Regions from separate parts of the Zea mays genome. Here region 1 is linked to region 2. Evidence: chromatin contacts called from public Hi-C data. All regions are on one chromosome and are shown on one strand. Each heading gives the region's core, a stretch centred on a gene start, on an enhancer-like site or on the middle of the called end of the contact. The rest is flanking DNA. Distances are from core to core; before and after follow the strand shown.

Region 1 (2,998 bases), core at 386-2,885, 140 kb after region 2:
TTGCTTGTGGTGGCTGCAGAATCCGGCGACCTAATTAATCGTGGCGTACGTTTTCACTTGACCAACTCCATCAAGTAGTAGCTGGGAAAACAGGCATTAGGGTTAGCTACTAAACCAAACACGCGCTCGCCTGCAGCTGCAGTGCACCCGTTCGTGTGGCGCGTCGTTGCAAGCAAGCGATGTGATTCGAGCGTCCACGCTTTGTCTGAAAGTTTCAGAGCTGATCGTCTGCTGATGCATCATGCGTTTGGCATAGGAAAAAGATCACAGCTCTCGACGTCCCCCAAACAACAGGTTATATTAGCTAGCTAACTGTTAACTGCATGCAACTAATAAGTAGACAGATTATATTAGCTGCATCCGGAGAAGCTAATTATTACTTAGTAGCTAACCAATAACGACTATAGAATTCAAATAGAACTTTAGTTTGTATGGAACCCAGGGATTTCACGTGGGAAGTCTATAAGCCTGTCCTTGATAGATCGTGTAAATAGGGAACATGACATTGTAGATAACACTGTGTTTATAAAGTTAAGTTTCAAATATGTAAAGAGATAGAAGATGAGATAGAAGAGATCCTAGAGACGGCCTGAGAGGAGTCAGGCCTCCTTTGGACTGTGGCAAATTTTTCTGTTTTCTGTGTTTTTTCTATGAAAATGAACTGATTCCTGTAAACAAATAGTTCCTTAATGATTTAAGGGGTGTTTGGTTTCTAGGGACTAATGTTTAGTCCCTACATTTTATTCTATTTTTGTTCCAAAATTGTCAAATATAGAAACTAAATCTTTATTTTAGTTTCTATATTTAGCAATTTATATACTAAAAAGGAATAAAGTGAAGAGACTAAACATTAGTCCCTAGAAACCAAACACCCCTTTAGTTTCACATGAATCAGCTTATTTTTATAGAAAAACGCAAGAAATAAAAAAAATCACGCATTCCAAAGGAAGTTCAGAGTTTTATATGAATGAAACTCTCTCCTCTCACGAAGCTTTCTGCTCAATGATGAGGGGAAAAATTGTGTTCCAAACAGTAAGTAGATTATCGTTTAACTCAGCAGCTGGACAGCACAGCACAGCACGGGGGTGGTTTGAATTCAACGTTTTGTTTGATGATTGATCTTGGCTACTTGTTGCTTGCGCCCCATGCCCTGCTCTGCTTCGACAGGTGTCGCCGGCGCGCGTCGGAGAGAGCAGAGAGGACAACCCCCCGCCTTGGGACTGCAAGCGCGGCGGCGCGCCGGCGGTTGGCGCCATTTGGACACGGCGCGTCCAACATGTGTTTGCTGCTGACGCAACCGCACTGCCGTTGCATTGCGACGCTACCCTTCGCAGGTGGCTGGCAGGTGGAGGCGCGTCCGTGTCCGTCCACCTGTCCCCTGCCTCCTCACGGCGGCGTGCCACGTAGGAGTAGGCGGCACAGAGATGGCGAGATGCCAGGCGAGCACGAGCAAGGCAAGACTGCATGAGCACAACGGGGGGGCCGGGCCAGACGGACGGGACGGGAAGCAGCACGCGCCACGCAACAACAATGGCAGTTGGCACAGAGGCGCAACGCAAAAACCCCCCACCGCCACCGCTCTATAAAAACCCCGTCCTCCTCCTCCTCCTCCTCCTCCCCCGCCTCGCCGCCAGTCAGATTCACCACCGGCTCCCCTGCACAACCGCGTCCGCGCTGCACCACCACCGTTCATCGAGGAGGAGGGGGGACGGAGACCACGGACATGGAGAGATCTCAACGGCAGTCTCCTCCGCCACCGTCGCCGTCCTCCTCCTCGTCCTCCGTCTCCGCGGACACCGTCCTCGTCCCTCCCGGAAAGAGGCGGAGGGCGGCGACGGCCAAGGCCGGCGCCGAGCCTAATAAGAGGATCCGCAAGGACCCCGCCGCCGCCGCCGCGGGGAAGAGGAGCTCCGTCTACAGGGGAGTCACCAGGTACGCGTCTATCGCATGCATGCCTTCCATTCCCTTCCCTTCCATTTCCACCGCTTTGATTCCGGCCGCCGGCGGCCCACGGCTCCCTCGTCCCGATCCCATCCGACCCACCCACCCACAGCCCGACAGCAGCCCGCCGCCGCGGATCCTGCATTGCCGTAAAGTTCGCTTCTTCTCTCACTCACCGCCAACGGAGCTCCGTCCGATCCCATCTCCACTCCACTCCCGCCCCGCAGGCCGCAGCTGCGCTTCCCCCCACAACTCCGATCGCCTTGCAGCGCGAAATCTACCTTCAGCTGCATGTCACATCCGCCGCCGCCGCCGCCCTGCTCGTTCCACCGCTCCTCGATCGAACGTGCCGCGGCAAGCTCCTCTGCTCCCTGTTTCCTCAGCCCAGCCCATGCCGCCCCTTTCGTCCCTGCTCCTGCTCCATTTTCCGCGCATCGCTTTCAGAAAGAAGAAAAGGCAGGTCGTTTTCTGAATTCCGATAGCTAGGAAGTAGAAAAGCATGTCCATCCGCATTACTCCTGTCTCCAGTTCTCCTGTTCCATGAAAAAAAGAAAAAGAAAACTGGAATCTCATCAACATCCACACGCGTCGCGCTGCATGCGTGCGTGCGTGCGTGCTGTCTCAACGCAGGCACAGGTGGACGGGCAGGTTCGAGGCGCATCTCTGGGACAAGCACTGCCTCGCCGCGCTCCACAACAAGAAGAAAGGCAGGCAAGGTGTGTACTTCTTTCCGAGTATCATCATCATCAAGAATCCATCCGTTTTCATCCTGTTCGGTATTCTCTCCCAAAAGAGGAACAAAACCAGTCTTAAATCTTAATACGAGGATTAAGCAGCAATGGTGGTACTACGACCATAAACAAAACCCAATACTAGGAACCCAACTGAGGTCCTTTGTGTCCTATGCAAGGATGCTGAATTCCTGATGCATCTGCCCAGTACCACAGTACAGCGATCCTTTTTTTCTCTCTCTTTGAAAGTGCGCCGAATTTCTTTAAGGCTGACATACTGATCAGGCTTTGTTTATCTCCATTTTTTTTCTTCAATCTTTGGCGAT
Region 2 (3,038 bases), core at 38-2,537:
GGGGCGTTGGTCGCGCACATTCGTCGACGACTGCGTTCGGCGTTTGTGGACGGCGGCTTGGAAGAGGAAGAGGATGAGGGAGTGGCTGTGTTCGTCGCACGCAAGAGAGAAGAGGGAGTGGCTGCGTTCGTCACGCGCGAGAGACGAGGAAGGGGCGGCGGCGGCTGTGCGAGAGACGAGGAAGGGAGTGGCTGCGGGTGTGCCAGAGAGACGAGGGATAGGTAAGAGCAACATGATAATTATGGGCCTTTAGTCTCTTTTAGCACCTATGTGAAGGACTAGAGACTAAATCATTTTACTCCATATTTTAGTCCTAGTGTTTGGCAAAAAAAGGGACTAAAATCTAGAGACTAATCTTTAGTCCCTCTAACCAAACACCCATGAGACATATCTGTTGAGTTTTTTTTCTTCTTGAAGATGTTTCTGAGTTTATTTACTCTGCACTCCAACTTCCCAAGTTGGTGAATGTTCGGCGCCATAAGTGATGAAAGCCATGCACAGATTGATCTGAGTCTGCTAATAGCAAGCAGATTGAAGCAACAACAGATCATGGTGTGCAACTAGCTAGCAAGCAACAGATCGTCGGAGAAACAAATGACAGAAAGCAACTGGAAACGTACCTGTGATGGTCCCTGGACTGTTATGCCTTGGTTATCAACGACAACGACAAATTTCTATGATCAATTAGTGCAGTGCAGAACGAACATGAAATGTTTTTTTTTTTCACTGGAGTACACAACTAACCAGAGCTGGGACGTCTTATAGTTCAGGTATATTATAGTGCAACTGGTAGTTTCTTGATCAACACATTGCATATATACATACATGTTTCCATTCTGCGTTTCTAGTGCGGACCTATTTTCTTTTATTTATGTTCCATTAAAAATAGAACCGTACAAGTAATTTGTTTTGCAGAACTTAAACTATATAGCTGGAGAAGATCTCAATTAGTTGGCAACTCGTACAAAACTAGTTTCTTTTATTTCTCATCGAGGACAAATAAAATTATCTCAAATGGTATGAAATGGAAATTGATCATGCGTGTTTGAACATTATTACGTAATCTGACATTTTAACAACCAGGGGACGTAGCTCAAATGGTAGAGCGCTCGCTTTGCATGCGAGAGGCACGGGGTTCGATCCCCCGCGTCTCCAATATTTTAAAATTTTCTTTTTTTGACCTTCCTTTCTCCCGCTGGTAACCTGACCCCACAATTCATTCCTCAGCCAGGCACCCACCTTCTTGACCCCCTTTCTTCCGCTGGTAACCTGACCCCACAGGTCATTCTCAAAGGTCAAAGCCAGCAGGCACCCAGCCCCCGCCCCCGCCACCGCCATTATCAGCAGCTTCGACTTCTCCGGCCGCTCCGTCCTTTTGGCATTTCCTCCCGTCTTCTCTCGCTGCTTTTCATTACCTCCTCCCGCGCCGCCCGTAGTACCGATTCGCACTCGGATGGCGTCGGCGGCGTTCAAGTCCACCACGCGCCGCGCCCTCCACGCCACCACCACCTCCCGCTCCGACCCGCCCCCGTGCCCGCGCCGCACCCGCTCGCGCTCCGTCAGCGCGGCGCCCCGCGCCGCCCACGAGGACTACGCCAACACGCGCACCAACCCGCTCTTCGACTCCGCGGCCTCCCCGTCCGCCTCGCCATCTCCGCCCCCCGGGGCGGCTGCTGCTACTGGTGCTACCTCCGGCCGTGGGGATGCGGCGGGCCGGGAGAGGGGGCGTGAGCCGCGGCTCAAGAGCGGGGGGCGCGGCGGCGGTGGAGGGAGGGCGCGGTCGGCCTCCGTCGCGCCGCCGCAGCGGCGCCACACCGCCTCGGTGGCGGACTCTGCTGCCGATGTCGGCGGGAGGAAGGCTTCGCGGGCGCGGTCGGTGGCCGACGTCGCACGCACCTACCGGGGCTCCGAGGTAGCGTGAACTCTCTGCTTCACGCTTCACTCGGAAACTGCGTCTCAAGAAAAGCTCTCCCCTTCGTAGTAGCTTGTGCTTGCAACTTTCCATGTTCCCCACTCCTATTTATGGCCATAGCAGTATAACATATTGACATATAGACTAGTAACTGACAATCAATCTGGATTTTATATCCATCAAAACCCGGTTCTGGCTGACACCAGGGAATGCCATGCCAATTAATCTCAATTTTTTTTTGTCTTGCTATACATCTGGCAGACCGATGCAGAAGCCAGGGGTGTGGCAAGGAAACTGCAGTCATGGAGGAGCCAGCATTCAGTTCCAGAGGTATCTCTACTCTGGACTCTGGTTTTGAATGTCAGATGTTTTATTTACATGCTGCATATATGTATTTCAAAGGAACTCGTAAATTTACACATCTCACAGGGGAAGCGTAAGGGAACTGATGCAAGTTGTTCATCCCAGGGGTCAACAACCGGAGCGGTTGGTGAAATAGTTCGTGTAGTTTGGTACTTTGGTCAGCCGTATGCATGCCACACGATTTACTGGCAACATGAATACTTGAGTGACTACTAGTGTTTATTGTACACAGGGGTGCCGGCAAATGGATGAAACTACACAGTCAGAATCTAGCACTGTTGTTTCTTCACCTGGCCATCTCGAGCATGTAAGAATTAGAGAATCACTTGTGTTAAAGCTATTGTTGTTGCAATTCATTGGTGTAGCTATGAACTCGAAAAAAAAAGATTACTTTTGAACATTTATGTGTGCATATGCAGTTTTCTTTTTCTAGTGTTATTGCAATGCATATGCCATCGATCCATCATGCTGCCCACTTGTTTGTCTGAGTTCACAACATGATCTCTTTCAATAGAATATTGTCAGGTTGAAAATGTGCTTTTTTAGAAATATTGGGCTAGTACTCCTTTCTCTTTGTAAAGGAGAAATGTTGCCTTTATTTCCAGCTTTTGCTTTGAATTTTACTTTACTATTTTTTGATGTTTGGAAAAAAAAACTTTGCTGTTTTTATATGACATGTCCTTTCTAGACCTTTCATTCATATTTTATTCCCTTGTGCTAAGTTGTTACTTGTTAGTGATGCTACTATTTTTATTTGACCATT

What was found. A called contact is a pair of places that touch in the nucleus more often than the background predicts.
Region 1: a contact with region 2 is called in a Hi-C map of endosperm, with 5 times the contacts expected there. The contact joins the promoter of LOC100217237 here to the promoter of LOC103647128 in region 2. A contact is called at or near these places in 6 of 25 Hi-C or Micro-C datasets (ear, endosperm, leaf and 2 more).

What each region holds. Positions count from the first base shown.
Region 1 is chr2:153,660,791-153,663,788 of Zm-B73-REFERENCE-NAM-5.0, forward strand. It overlaps LOC100217237, which reads left to right and starts at 1,636. Exons shown (of 7, transcript NM_001143592.1): 1 at 1,636-1,932; 2 at 2,572-2,657. The coding sequence starts at 1,724.
Region 2 is chr2:153,523,601-153,526,638 of Zm-B73-REFERENCE-NAM-5.0, forward strand. It overlaps LOC103647128, which reads left to right and starts at 1,288. Exons shown (of 8, transcript XM_008671690.2): 1 at 1,288-1,912; 2 at 2,174-2,242; 3 at 2,342-2,398; 4 at 2,508-2,582. The coding sequence starts at 1,454. TRNAA-UGC (transfer RNA alanine (anticodon UGC)) reads left to right here and starts at 1,083; the gene lies at 1,083-1,155.